3 separate regions of the Sus scrofa genome follow, and regions 1 and 3 are each linked to region 2. Evidence: chromatin contacts called from public Hi-C and HiChIP or PLAC-seq data. All regions are on one chromosome and are shown on one strand. Each heading gives the region's core, a stretch centred on a gene start, on an enhancer-like site or on the middle of the called end of the contact. The rest is flanking DNA. Distances are from core to core; before and after follow the strand shown. Region 1 overlaps LOC110257431 (a long non-coding RNA gene). Region 2 holds the start of CEBPB (CCAAT/enhancer binding protein (C/EBP), beta). Region 3 overlaps LOC110257431 (a long non-coding RNA gene).

Region 1 (4,862 bases), core at 589-3,088, 130 kb after region 2:
GTCAGAGGTGGTGGTTGCACAACGTTGCACATACCATTGTGCATACCAAATGCCACTGAATTGTTCACTTTGAAATGGTTAATTTGATGTTATGTGAATTTCACCCCAGTAAATTATTTTTTAAAAACCGACCAAGCAAACAAAAAATCAATTAACTTAATAAAAAGTATGCATGGCTTTAAAGATGATTTTAAGTGTGGTTTGGGAGAACTGGCTGAGAGGACCAGTCTCACCTTTAGGCCCTGGTTCATGCCTGGAATGCTCATCCGTGGAATCCTGCCCATTCCTGGGAACCATGGAATCCTGCCCGTTCCTGGGAACCCAGGCTTAGTCTCAGCTCTGCAGGAAGCCCTCCCTGATTACATAGGCCCACTGGGTGACCAGAGCGGTCAGGTGGGCCCAGTCCTGCAGCTCTTCAGACCCCGGGGCAAAACTTTTGGTGGAGGGGACTCTCTTAACTTTGGACACATTGCTTAACCTCCCCAAAGGGGCCCCAGTTTCCTCATCTGTAAAATGGGGCTTCATGATCATTCTTATCTCACAAGGCAGAGTGGGTGCCCTTGATGCACACCTGGCTTTGAGCACTCATCAACACCATGTTAATTTATTCGCCTCTCGTTTCCTGGACTGTAAAAAAGGCTCAGCCTTCACGATCGCTTTGTCCACACTTCCCACACAGGGCTCACGCAGTGGGTCCCCAAGAAGGACGTGTTGACTCTCGCTCAAGGGAATTCCTGAAATCATGCCTCTTCTCTCCACCTTCACTGTCCGCACCCTGTCCAGCCTCTTTCATCACTCACCTGGACCATTGCCGTTCACCTGGCTTCTGTCCTATACTCCCCCCCGCCCCCAGTCATTCTCTGCACGCAGCCAGAGGGACCTCATTAGAACCCTAAGTCGGATCTGTCCCCGCTCAGAGCCTGCCCAAGGCTCCCACCTCACTCAGAGAAAAAGCTGAAGTTCTCCACGTGGCCCACAAGGTCCTGCATGATCTGCGTCCCACTCTCCCCACCCCCGCTATCACCTCTCCGCTCTCATCTCCCACACTGTCCCCCTCTGGGCTGCAACCACAAGTCTCCTCTTGGTTGCTCAGGTCTCCGCCTCTGGACCTTTGCATCTGCTGTTCCCTTTACCGAGGACACTCTTCCCCAGACATCACCCACTGCGTGTTTCCTCCCCTCCTTCAGGCCTTGGCCCAAATATCCCCTGTTCAGGTTTCCCCTGGCTTCCCAGGCCTCACTGGGCTCCGAAGCTCTCTTCCTCCCTTAAGGAAGGCCCTTGGCGGGGGTCCTGGGTCCCGCTCTGCATCTTGGGAGAGGAGTGGCTCCCAAGCCTCTTTCTGGACTTGGGGGCCAGAGTCAGCTGTGGAGACAGGCAGCACTCAACTGTGCCTGGCGCAGAGGACTCTGCCCACGCCCCCATGGGAGGCGCCCGGCCTGGCTGACACGGGCTTCCAGGGTACAGGTGGGAAAGTCCCATGTCCTCCTCCACTTACCTGACTTGAGCTGACTCAGACCCTCACCCCTGGCCAGAGGGAGCCATGGCGGCCCCGCCCGGCCCCTTGATGGGAAACAGGGCTGCTAGGGCCTGGCTGGGCCAAACACTGACTCACCTCACCCCACCCAGCCTCTGCCACTGGAAGTCACACCTCCTTCTGGCCAAAGACGCTCCAGCTTTGCTCCCAGGGAGCTTTCCCTTCTCTGCCCAAGCTGTGCCTTTCCTGGCAGTGCCCTTCTGCCTGAGGCCTTCTGTTCCTTCGAGTCAGGCCTGAAGACCACCTTCCTCTGGGTAATGTCAGGATTCCTTTGGCCAGAAGGGCAAAGTGGTCATGGGAGAGGTGACAATAACAACAATGATAGTAATGACAAGAAACTATTACATAATAACACCAGCAACTAGCTATGCTTACCATGTGCCAGGCACTTTACTAAACACTTTATTGTGTTAATTCATTCAACCCTCACGATAACCTTATGAGGTAGCGACTTTCATTTCTCCAAGACAGAGTAGTTAGTACCTAGCCCAAGGCAACCAGGGCTTTGACTCTAGGGAGTCTGGATGTCACCCCACTATTTTCATCCCCCAGACCTGGAGAGCCAAGTGGAGACCCCTGAAGCTAGAATCCAGGGAGCTGGGAGGGAGATAGCCTAAGTTCTGGGTTTTGTCTTAGCACCCTTTCCCCACAGTGGGAGCCAGCCCCTCTCATCAGGGTACAGGCTGGTTTTCGGTCCCTCTGTTGTGGTGACTCCTCAGAGTGCACTCTCTGGGCAATCCACCCACAGCAGCTGAAAGGGAACTTACACGTGCCAAACAGGGACCGTGGCCTGGACACTTAACCTGCCCAGCAACCTGGTGAAGTGGGGCCAGTTACTGGCATCCATTGTCTAGAGGAGGAGACTATGGTCCAGAGAATAACAGGATTTGCTCAAGGTCACAGAGCTAGGATATGGCAGAAGCTGAATTCAAACTCAGGACCGTTCCGACATCACAAGGCCAGAGTCCCTTCTAGTGAGTGGTGACATAACATCTCAGTGAAGAACAGGGCAGGGCCTGGATGTCAGAAAGAGCCAGAACTTCAGTTCATACTGCCCTCTCCCTCCATCTCGCCACTAACCTCCACTCACCTATCCATATACCATCTACCCACTCACTTATCCGCCATCCAGTCATCTGTCCACCCATTCTTCCATTATTCCGTCCCTTTCATCCACCCTCCAGCCAACCTTCCACACTTCCATCCACCTATCCTTCTATCCATTTTTCTACCCCTTCTGCCTTCTTTCTATCTGTCCTTCCATTCATCTGTCATCTTAAACATTATCTTATCCATCCATCTCCCATACAGTCTTCTATCCATCTATCCAACCATTCATCCACTCATCCATACATCTCACAAATATTTACTTAACTGATGGCTGCTGTGTCCAAGCCTTCAGATCACTGTGCCTTGAGCCACAAGAAACATGCCTAATTAGGTTTCTGTTTATTTGTTGTTCCAGGAAGGCTAATTGTGGGGTTTGTAAACAGTCCTTTGATGGCTGGAGAGTTACTTAAGAGGACAGTTAAATAAACAACCACTGGGTGGAAACAGTCAGTGCTGGTACACAGTGGGTCCAGAGCCATGACCTGCCTTGCACAGCAGGAGGAGGGCTAAGCTCCAGACAGTGCGGAGGCTTTGGGGTCAGAAAGGAACTCAGAATAATGAGAACAGTGGCAATAATATCTACCATGTGTGGAATGCCTACTGTGTGCCAGATGCTGTGCTAAGCACAGCCCTTAACAGCAACTCCACGTGATGGAAACCATTATGATCCCATCTATGGATAAGGAGACTGAAGTTTTGGGGCGGGAAGCCATGTGCTCAAGGCAACACAGCTGGGAAGTAGCGTAGTCAGGGCATCAATCTGTCTGTGTGCAGCAATGATGATAATAACAACAGCAAATAATTACATAGCACTCATTATGTTCTAAGGCACTGTTCTAAGGATCTGCCTCACCTGTACTTACTCACTAAATACCCATACAATCCCTTGAGGTAAGAACTATTATCACTCCCATTTTACAGATGAGAATATTGAGGCTGAGTAATTTGCATAGATTATTCAGCTAGGAAGCAGCAGAATAAAAAAATATATATATATTTGGACCCAAAGTCCTACTCTTAACCATGTTATGCAGTGGATTATACCTTCTATGTATTTAACTTAGAAAAGATCCAGCCATACATGTTTATCCAAACATTTTTAAAAATAATTTTTTTATTTAAAAATTTTATATATCTAAAAATACTGTGAAATTATAACATATCTTTTTAATTACTTTGTTCAGGGGTCAGGAATCTTTTCCTGTAAAGGTACCAGATAATGAATGTTTTAGGCTGTGTGGCCATATGGTCTCTTTTGCAACTACGCAGTTCTGCTGTGGTAGTTGGAAAACAGCCACAGACAATATGAAACTAATGGGTGTGGCTGTGTGCCAATAAAACTTTATTTACAAAAACAGGTGGAGGGCAGGATTTGGCCCAAGGCTGTAGTTTGTCAAAGGCTGACTTTGTGCATTTTAAATGTATTCGTAGTTACCAAACCCACGGTCTCTTGCCTTTTGTGAATGACAATGGATTTTCAAGGATACTTTCAACCACTGCTTCTTTCACCTCCACACCATTTGCTATCACACACCCTACACATCATTTACCCCTTTGTCCGCTAATGGCAGCTTCTGAAGGAATTTGCAAGTTCCTGGCATTGATCTAATTCCTTTATTCACATAGTCGATAAATGAATGATGTCCACGAGGAGAGAGGTGCTCAGCCTGGCTGACTCCCCACCAGGGACACTGAAAGTGCAAAGGGCCCTGGGAATTACTCTTCTCCACCCCAAGTTCCGTAAAATTCTGGCTTGAAAAAAAAAATTGTAAAGTAAAAGTTAAGTAGTCGTCTGGCTACAGCTCTAATACTATTTCCTATTGGTGACAAGAATAAGGAAATGAAAGGATGACCGGTAGAGATATTACAAAATGTCCTCAGGGCACATTTTGGGAACAAAATGGGGGTGAGGTTGGAAAGATCCCCTTTCCTCTTTATCCCCACCCCCTTGCCCTCCATGCCAATTTCCTGGCCTCAGAAAATTGTGAGCCTGGGGGAACAACATGTGGTCACTCCCAAGTTAAAAGACAAATGACAACCTGGGTAAAAATATTTGCAATGTAAGTGTAGGCAAATGATTTATTTTCATAATATCTAAAGAATCCCTGCAGAGCAACAAGGAAAAAAATAAAAAAACCCAAAAAAACACCTTAACCCACCAGAATAACAGGTAGTAGATGGGACAGGCAATTTACAGAGAAGAAAACACATATGGCAA
Region 2 (4,345 bases), core at 1,233-3,732:
TCTTCTCAGCCTCCTCCATTTATCGGGCACCTCTGTGTGCAAGGCACTGTTCTAGGCGATGGGGGAACAGTAGTGAACAAAACAAACAAAAATCCTTGCCCTGGTGGAGATGAAAAGGGGAAGTGGCAATGGGGACAGAAATCACGCTGAGTAGGTGAGATAATGTTAACTATGATAATGGCAAAGGACATGAAGCAGAGGGAGTGAAACGAGTGATTGAGGGCCCAGGACTTCCCACAAGGAGGTCAGGGAAGGCTTCTTGGAGGAGGTAACCTTTGGGCTGAGCGCTGAGGAGCTGTCTTGGGCAGAGCTGGGGAAACGGTGTTCTTGGTCCAGAGGTAACAGCAAATGCATTCGCTCACTGGTAGATTTTAGGCATGCCCGACCTATGCTGGAGGAGGGTCAGTGCTCATGCAGTAGCACTGGAGTCTGGAGGGGGGCTGAGGTATAGACAAGACAACTAGGAGAATGGTGGCTGGAGAAAAAGGCTGAGAAGGAAGTTCACCAGTAGATGGGGCAGGGAGGCCTCTCGGAGGCAGTGGCCCTCAAGCTCAGCCCTGAGTGTCCCATTTTGCAGCTTGGGAGGCTTGGCTGGGTGGCCCTGGGGCCTTGGATCCCTCCCTGGCCCAGAGGCTGCTGGGAAGGCCCAGCAGGCTAGGCCAGTGTTTCATCCTGTCCCTCCCTGCCCCCCACCCCCCAAGGGCACTCAGAGATGTCATTTCTCCAGCTCTCTGGGGCGGAGGTCACTCCAGCTCAGCAGATAACGCTGAAGGTTGAGCAATGCCCGCCTGCCCGCCAGGGCCAGGGCTGGGGTCAGTGGGCTGGGGGTCAGACCAGGCAGGCTGGGAGCTCCTGCCTGGGCGGTCTGGACCAGGAGTGGCAGAGGGGTTGGCCCAAGGAGCTGCCCAAATGGCCTAGGAATGGTGCTGGAGCCCACTCAGCAGAGAGGGCCTCAGGCCTACCTTCAGATAGATCCAGGTGGGTCACCTTGTTTCCCCATCTCTGAACCAGGGGAGTAAGTGCATTGTCTCCACAGGGTGAAAATGCAAACTCTGGGGCCAGGTCCGCCCACATCACACAGTAGGTGCCTGGGAAAAACAGGGGAGTCCCTTCTCTCTGCATAGCCCCCACTGGGGCCTGGCAGAACTCCTTTCGCACAAGCCTCAGAAACAGGTGTTTTGGCCTTCTGGTGGCAAATAGGTCTGAGAGTGTAGGGACCAGGGCTTTTCTTTGAGAATAGTGGGGGACATGAGGCCATCTGACCTGGGGTGTGCTATGCCCCCTCTGGGCCTCTTTACACCCTGGGAGAGGCCCTTCTCTCTGCTGTGCATCTTAGAGCAGAAAGCCTTATGTTTGGGAGTCTGTGGTGGAGACAATAATACAACTAATAATAAGTTTTGAGACCTTCAAGGATTGAAGGTTAGCTAAGTGACCTGCGCAAGGTGACACAGTAATGTCAGAGCTTAGCACCTACACCCCCTTCTACACTTTGGGTGCCCAAGTGGGAGTGGGGTGGGGCTGGAGAATACCCGGGTGTGGTCTGAGGGGGCGGGCGGCTGTGCTGGGCAGGGCTAGGAGAGGGGCAAGGTCGGGCCCCTGGCAGATGCTCCAGTGGAGCTTGCTCCAGACTTGCACTCCCAAAGCCCCCAACCACAAGTCTTCGCATTTAGGAGAGAAGTCCCTATAGGCGTGAAATCCTCTCCTTCCAAAAGTTGGGGACGAGGGCAAGTTTAGGGGCGGGGCCGGGCCCTGGAAGGGCTTTGGAGATGGGCTACCTCTCCAATAGCCAGAGCAGGGGTTTGGGGTCTCCAGGATCCCGCCTGGGGCGCGTCCCCTCCTTAAGGAGTTGGGGCTGAGAGCCGCTGATCTTGAAGCCACGGCCTCCTCCAGCAGGGGGCGGGCCGCGGCCGCGTTTAGGGTGGGGGAAGGCGATGGCGTCGCCCCCTCCCCGGATTCCCCCCTCCCTTCTAGTACAGCCTCCAGCCCAGAGGGGGCGGTCCGGGGGCGGGTTCGCGCCTCTTCTCGCTTCCAATCCTGAGTCCGAAGGGTGGGGGTGGGCAGGGGGCGTGTGGCGGCCCCCGAAGCCGGAGGACCCCCCAAGGGCGCGCTCCAGATCTTCAGTCAGGTCACGGTGCCCCACCGCCGCCCTGCCGGGGGTCTCGGGCGGCCACAGCGTGTCCTCTGCGTGCCCGGGGAGGGGTTGGGGCGGCCGCCAGGCGTGACGCAGCCGTTGCCATGGCCCGCCTTATAAATAACCGGGCTCTGGAGAAACTTTAGCGAGTCAGAGCCGCGCACGGGACCGGGAAGGGGACCCACCCGAGGGTCCAGCTACCAGCCCCCGCACTAATAGCGGCCAATCCAGCGGAAAAAGCAACAGCAGCAGCAGCGACACAGCAGCGACAGTTCGGAGCCAGGAGGCCGCGCCACCTGCGGGCCGGCCGGAGCGGGCAGCCCCAGGCCCCCTCCCCGGGCACCCGCGTTCATGCAACGCCTGGTGGCCTGGGACCCAGCATGTCTCCCCCTGCCGCCGCCGCCTGCCTTTAAATCCATGGAAGTGGCCAACTTCTACTACGAGGCGGACTGCTTGGCTGCTGCGTACGGCGGCAAGGCGGCCCCCGCGGCGCCCCCCGCGGCCAGACCCGGGCCGCGCCCCCCCGCCGGCGAGCTGGGTAGCATCGGTGACCACGAGCGCGCCATCGACTTCAGCCCATACCTGGAGCCGCTGGGCGCGCCGCAGGCCCCGGCGCCGGCCACGGCCACCGACACCTTCGAGGCGGCTCCGCCCGCGCCCGCCCCCGCGCCCGCCTCCTCCGGGCAGCACCACGACTTCCTCTCCGATCTCTTCTCCGACGACTACGGGGGCAAGAACTGCAAGAAGGCGGCCGAATACGGCTACGTGAGCCTGGGGCGTCTGGGGGCCGCCAAGAACGCGCTGCACCCGGGCTGCTTCGCGCCCCTACACCCGCCGCCCCCGCCGCCGCCGCCGCAGCCGGCCGAGCTCAAGGCGGAGCCGGGCTTCGAGCCCGCGGACTGCAAGCGGAAGGAGGAGGCCGGAGCGCCGGGCGGCGGCGCCGCAGGCATGGCGGCTGGCTTCCCGTATGCGCTGCGCGCCTACCTCGGCTACCAGGCGGTGCCGAGCGGCAGCAGCGGGAGCCTGTCCACATCCTCGTCGTCCAGCCCGCCCGGCACGCCGAGCCCCGCCGACGCCAAGGCGCCCCCAGCCGCCTGCTACGCGGGGGCGGCGCCGGCGCCCTCGCAGGTCAAGAGTAAGACCAAGAAGACCGTGGATAAGCACAGCGACGAGTACAAGATCCGGCGTGAGCGCAACAACATCGCGGTGCGCAAGAGCCGCGACAAGGCCAAGATGCGCAACCTGGAGACGCAGCATAAGGTCCTGGAGCTCACGGCCGAGAACGAGCGGCTCCAGAAGAAGGTGGAGCAGCTGTCGCGCGAGCTCAGCACCCTGCGGAACTTGTTCAAGCAGCTGCCCGAGCCCCTGCTCGCCTCCTCCGGCCACTGCTAGCGCGGCCCCCGCGCGCGTCCCCCTGCCGGCCCGCCGGCCTCCGCGCTGCCGGGCGCGCCGCGGCCACAGTGACTCCGGGAAGCGCCCGCGCTCCCGCCCCCGCCCCCAGTGGCGCCGGCAAAACTTTGGCACTGGGGCACTTGGCAGCGCGGGGAGCTCGTCGGTAATTTTAATATTTTATTATATATATCTATATTTTTGTCCAAACCAACCGCACATGCAGATGAGGCGCCCGCCCGTGGTGTTATTTAAAGAAGAAATGTCTATGTGTACAGATGAATGATAAACTCTGCCTCTCCTCCTGCCCCCTCTCCAGGCGCCGGCGGGCGGGCCGGTTTCGAAGTTGATGCAATCGGTTTAAACATGGCTGAACGCGTGTGTACACGGGACTGACGCAACCCACGTGTAACTGTCAGCCGGGCCCTGAGTAATCGCTTAAAGATGTTCCTACGGGGTTGTTTCTGTTGCTGTTGTTTTTGTTTTTGTTGTTGTTTTTTTGGTCTTTTTTTGTATTATAAAAAATAATCTATTTCTATGAGAAAAGAGGCATCTGTATATTTGGGAATCTTTTCCGTTCGAGCATTAAGAACACTTTTAATAAACTTTTTTTTTTTTGAGAATGGTTAAAAAGCCTTTTGGGGGCAGTAGTTGATTTTTGATTTTTTTCCTTTTATTTTGGATTTATGATTTTATATTTGCTTTTCTGGTATGCAGGGGGGAGGTTGTTGTGTGTATGAGTTGCTCTTATTTTTGGCTTTTTAGGTGGTTGGGTGGGGGTGTTGCAGCTGCTTTTTCTCCTCTGATTCTCCCCCCAGGGCCTGT
Region 3 (4,627 bases), core at 1,141-3,640, 86 kb after region 2:
AGAGCCCTCTTCCTTCAGCTCTCCCTGCGGCTCTTCTCACAGTCATCCCTTAGAGAGGCCCTCCCCGGCTAGCCCCTCATTTCTGTCACCTCATGCTGTTTCATTTTCTCCCTAGGACTTAGGGCTTATTCTGGAAGACTACCCAGCTTGTTTATTCCATTTCTTGTCTGTCTTCTTCCACTGGCATGTCACCATCATTTGGGGGGAGTCATGTCTGTATTGTTCATTGCTATACTCAGCTTTCAGCCCATGGCCTGTACAGAGCAGGTGCCCAATAAACACTTGTAAATGAATGAATGAATGAATGGTTCTTTGACAGATGAGACAGCTCAGTTCCAGAAAAGCCCCAGGGGACTCACAGTCTACTGTTCTTTCTCCTAACTCACCTTGGTCTCTGGAGCAATGAGTTGCCAGTATAGCCACAAAGAAGACATGCCAAGTTTGGGGTCCTGGGTGCAAAACCCAGTTTCTGCATGTGTTGTCTTATGCTGTGGGGCTGTAAGCAAGTCAGCTTCCTTCTTGCAAGATGTGTCACTTGGAGGTATCAGAAACAAAGGATTGAGGTGCCGATGGGATGGGATAGTGTGTGTAAGGACTTGGCCCATAATAGGTGCTCAGTAAATAGGAGTGGGGTTGGCTGTGGGGGAGGCTCTGGTTTGCAGTCCCTTCCCCCTCTGCTCCAGGGCCTGTAATTACCACTCACCCTGGTCAGTGGGCTTGAGAGATTCCATGTGTGGGCAGGGCTGTGGCCAGGGTACTCGCCTGGCCTCCTGGCGGGTCCCACGGGCACTGTCCGGCCCAGGCCTCGTGGCTGACATTCCAGGCACATTTCCCAGCCCTAAGGCTGCCACAGGCCAGCACAGACGGGGGTGGGGGTCGTAGGCTTCAGGCTGGACAAAGCAGTCGGTGTCCCAGGCTGGGCCTTCTGTCTGCCAACTTCCTGCTGGGCCTCCTGTGGCCCAGACTGGCCTCCAAGTCCTTCTTTCTGCCCCCATCACCTCTCATCCACACTGGCCCAGAAGCTTCCAGCCCAGCCCTCTAGAAATTGCCTCTATACTCAGCCATGGGCTCCTGTAAAACTGTGGATGTGCCCGCTTGCTCCACTGCTGAGCAGATCCCCAGTGCTCTGCCAGTCAACCTTAAGTCCTTCCCTTGGCTCACAAGGCCCTGTATCAGAGGGCCCTCCTCGCCTTCCCCTCCTCCTCATTCACTCTTCCAGTCATATTGGTCTCCCTGTGTCTCTGAAATGACCCAAGCTCATGCTGCCTCAGGACCTTTGCACTGGCTGTCCCTCTGTCTGGAACACTCTTCTCCCGAGTGTCCACAGGGTCTCTCCCCTTCCTACCTAGTATTCCATGTCCTCTTCCATGCTTTATGTTCCTCTGGGGTGCTCATCACCTTCTGACATGCTGTAGATTTTACTTGTCCATAAGTACAAGGATTTTTCTATGTTTTGTTCTCTGGTATATCTCCAGTGCCTAGCACAGTGCTTGGAACATAATAGGTGCTTGATAAACGGTTTTGTTTTTTTTTTGTCTTTTTTTTTTTTTTTGTCTTTTCTAGGGCTGCACCCGCGGCATATGAAGATTCCCAGGTAGGGGTCTAATTGGAGCTGTAGCCCCTGGCCTACACCACAGCCACAGCAATGCCAGATCCTTAACCCACTGAGCGAGGCCAGGGATCAAACCTGCAACCTCCTGATTCCTAGTCAGATTTGTTAACCACTGAGCCACCACGGGAACTCCATTTTTTTTTTTTTTTTTGATAAACATTTGTTGAATGACAGAGTCCCCATTGTGGCTCAGCAGATGTGAACCTGACTAGCATCCATGAGGACACAGGTTTGATCCCTGGCCTTGCTCAGTGGGTTAAGGATCCACTGTTGCCGTGAGCTGTGGTGTAGATCACAGACGTGGCTCGGATCTGGTCTTGCCATGGCTATGGGGCCAGCAGCTACAGCTCTGATTCAACCCCTAGCTGGAAACCTCCATATGCTGCAGGGGTGGCCCTAAAAAGCAAAAAAAAAAAATTAAAAAAATAATAAAACAACATTTGTTGAATGACTGAATGAACAACTCTATGAGTTGTTGGCAGATAAGGACACTAAGGTCCCTGGGGGTAGGTGACCAACCCAAGTCCACATGGCTAGTCCGGGATTAAGCCAGGAGAGGAGTCCAGGCACATCCTGGAGCTGGCATCTTGGAAGCTGCTTCAGGAGAATAACAACCAGGACCTAGACCCTAGCGGTGGATCCTGATGATTCTGCTGCCCTGCCAGCCCCAGGCCGGGCAGTACTTGGGCTGGTCCAGGAGTCCCGGCTTGTCTGCCCAGGCATTCCAGGCTCCAGCCCAGGCTCTGAGCTTTCTATTTTGAGCCTCCTAGTCCCAAGGACTCTGTGTTCCCAGCAGGCGGCGCGGGCCAGAGGCTGAGCCTGGGTGTGGCTGTCATCCTATCTGGGGCCTTGTGGTGGCGGGAGCTGGAGCTGGAGCCCCGCCAGGGAACCCCAAGGACCCAATTCCTGGGTCTTTAACCTTCTGGTGGCTGAGGCCTCTGATGCAAGTCTTATTCTCTGTCTGACTGGGCCCTGTTCAAGACCCTGCCATGGGATCTTGCAGGGGAGGCATTAGCTTATCCCACGGTGGATCAAACCCCTCTGATTGTCCCCAGGATTTCAGGGCCCATTAGAGTTCTGGCGCTGCCCCTTTACAGATGCGCGACCTTGAGCAAGTCGCGTCACCTCTCTGAGCCTATTTCCTTATCTGAAAAATGGGACAATAAGAGTACCTATTTCCTGGGATTGCTGAGGATACTCAGTGTGACAAAATCAATGAAAGTGCCTTGCACTCAGGAAGAACACAACAGGTAACCTCCCCCCCCGGGCTGGTGGGGGGAATTTTTTTCCTTGTGTACTCCAAGTTATTTCTCCCCCTGCCCTCCTCACCACCTGGTACATTTGTATTAATTTGCTTGTTGGTTGCCTGTCTGCCTCCTCGTTTACAATATCAGCTGTACCGGGGCAGGGACTTTTGTTTGCCTTCTTCATGACTGTGTGCCCTGTACCTTACACAGCACCTGCCAAACAGTAGGTGCTCAATAAATGTTTTTTGAAAGAATGAATGAATAAATAAATAATGACCCCCTTGGGGAACACAGACCCTGAGGTCAGACAGTGTGTCCTCACCCCCGCCCCCGTCCCTGGCCCAGGGAGTGGGGCACTTAGGGTCCTTATGTGCTTGTTGGTACCAGGTGACCCTGCTTAATCTGATCCAGCAGCCAGCGAGGCTGTCCTAAGTCAGCATCATCTTCATTTCACAGATGGGAAGAATGAGGCTCAGAGAAGGGGAGCCCTTGTCTAATATCACACAGTGGTCAGTTCCTGAGCCAAGATTCCAACCCAGAACTGCATGGGGGATGGATAATTTTTTCCCTGGAAGGAGTCAGTGGTGATAGAGAGCATGTTGGGGCTGGGAAGGAGTCCCAGGGAGGGAGAGAGGATGGGAGATGTGTTATTCCTCTCCAGATCCATCTCTCTTCGTGTCTGTTTCTCTTTTGTCTCCCTGGGCCCTTCTGTCTCTTTGTCTTATCTCTCTCTGCCTCTCTGCCCCCCCCACCTCTCTCTCTCGTCTCTTGCATATTTGACCCACTGTCCAGGAGGGGGTGCAGGCGGCAAACCCCTGGCTTGGGGAGGATTGAGCTGAGGATCTAGAGCCAGACCCCGCTCCAGGTCCAATGTGAGCTCCAGGGTCTTGGTCTCAGTCTCCAAATTTCAGAGTATAAAGAGCCCCAGGCTCAGTTTCAGAAATCCCAGCTTTGTCATATCCCAGCTCCACAGCCTTGGTCACTTAGCCTCAGTTTCTGTAAAATGGGACCATAGACAGACCTATCTCATAGGGTTTTATAAGGAGGAATGATGTGAGGGCCATTTCTGGCTTCCTGAAACCCCAAGTAACAAGGGATGCATTCAGCAAATAGCTAATTGCAATGCTTTCTTTTTAGGAGGCGAAGAAAGTGAGACTCAGACTCATTTCACTCTTTCATCAAATATTATTGAGCATTTACTATGCGCCACGTCTCTAATTTGCATTCATTATCCCCAGGGTTGACAAACCATAGCCCTCAGGTCAAATCTGTCCCACAACTTGGTTTTGTAAATAAAGTTTTATTGGCACATGGCATGGCCATTCATTTACTTATCATCTGTTACTGCTTTCACCCTACAACTACATGTTGAGTGGCTATGAGAGAGACCATACTACCCCCAAAGGTGAAAATATTTACTACCTGTTTTTTCACAGAAAAAGTTTGCCAATCCCTGGATTAACCCATCACACCCCTGAGAGGAAAAAGGGATTGTAACTTTGATTTTACAAATTAGAAACTAAAGTCTTTGCCAGTGACTCTCACAAGGCTGGGTCTTGATAAACAGTATCTGGGTCTTATTCCTCCTCCCTGCCCCTTAGGGACCCTCCCAACTCTCGTTCCCATCTTGCATGGCTGCCAAGTGGACAAGCCAATCCCTACAGTGGAAAGAATACTGTTTGAGGGTCAGATAGATCTGAGTTTGAATCTTGTCTCACACCCTGCTGCGACCCTCAACTTTCTTTCAGACTCCATCCAGGTTATGGGC

What was found. Hi-C and Micro-C count contacts between places; a contact is called where the count stands out from the background. HiChIP or PLAC-seq counts read pairs in DNA pulled down with a chosen protein or histone mark.
Region 1: a contact with region 2 is called in a Hi-C map of retroperitoneal adipose tissue, with 1.7 times the contacts expected there. The contact joins the enhancer-like site here to the promoter of CEBPB in region 2. A contact is called at or near these places in 3 of 47 Hi-C or Micro-C datasets (embryonic fibroblasts, retroperitoneal adipose tissue and subcutaneous adipose tissue) and 2 of 2 datasets of contacts at active chromatin or transcription factors (alveolar macrophages and skeletal muscle).
Region 3: an H3K27ac HiChIP or PLAC-seq map of alveolar macrophages shows a contact between it and region 2, with 3 times the contacts expected there. The contact joins the enhancer-like site here to the promoter of CEBPB in region 2. A contact is called at or near these places in 3 of 5 promoter capture datasets (fetal skeletal muscle and liver), 12 of 47 Hi-C or Micro-C datasets (alveolar macrophages, blood, heart right ventricle and 5 more) and 2 of 2 datasets of contacts at active chromatin or transcription factors (alveolar macrophages and skeletal muscle).

What each region holds. Positions count from the first base shown.
Region 1 is chr17:51,845,878-51,850,739 of Sscrofa11.1, forward strand. The region is part of intron 1 of LOC110257431 (a long non-coding RNA gene); the gene reads left to right. Among named protein-coding and RNA genes, the nearest start is that of CEBPB, 130 kb to the left of the region's middle. Within about 2 kb of position 1,839, at least 12 of the 83 cell types and tissues checked have an H3K27ac peak or open chromatin away from gene starts, as enhancers often do. A contact at or near this core is called in alveolar macrophages and retroperitoneal adipose tissue, where this site is marked.
Region 2 is chr17:51,720,151-51,724,495 of Sscrofa11.1, forward strand. CEBPB (CCAAT/enhancer binding protein (C/EBP), beta) reads left to right here and starts at 2,483. Exons shown (of 1, transcript NM_001199889.1): 1 at 2,483-3,523. The coding sequence starts at 2,483. The coding sequence ends at 3,523.
Region 3 is chr17:51,806,236-51,810,862 of Sscrofa11.1, forward strand. All of the region lies in intron 1 of LOC110257431 (a long non-coding RNA gene), which reads left to right. Among named protein-coding and RNA genes, the nearest start is that of CEBPB, 86 kb to the left of the region's middle. Within about 2 kb of position 2,391, at least 13 of the 83 cell types and tissues checked have an H3K27ac peak or open chromatin away from gene starts, as enhancers often do. A contact at or near this core is called in alveolar macrophages, retroperitoneal adipose tissue and skeletal muscle, where this site is marked.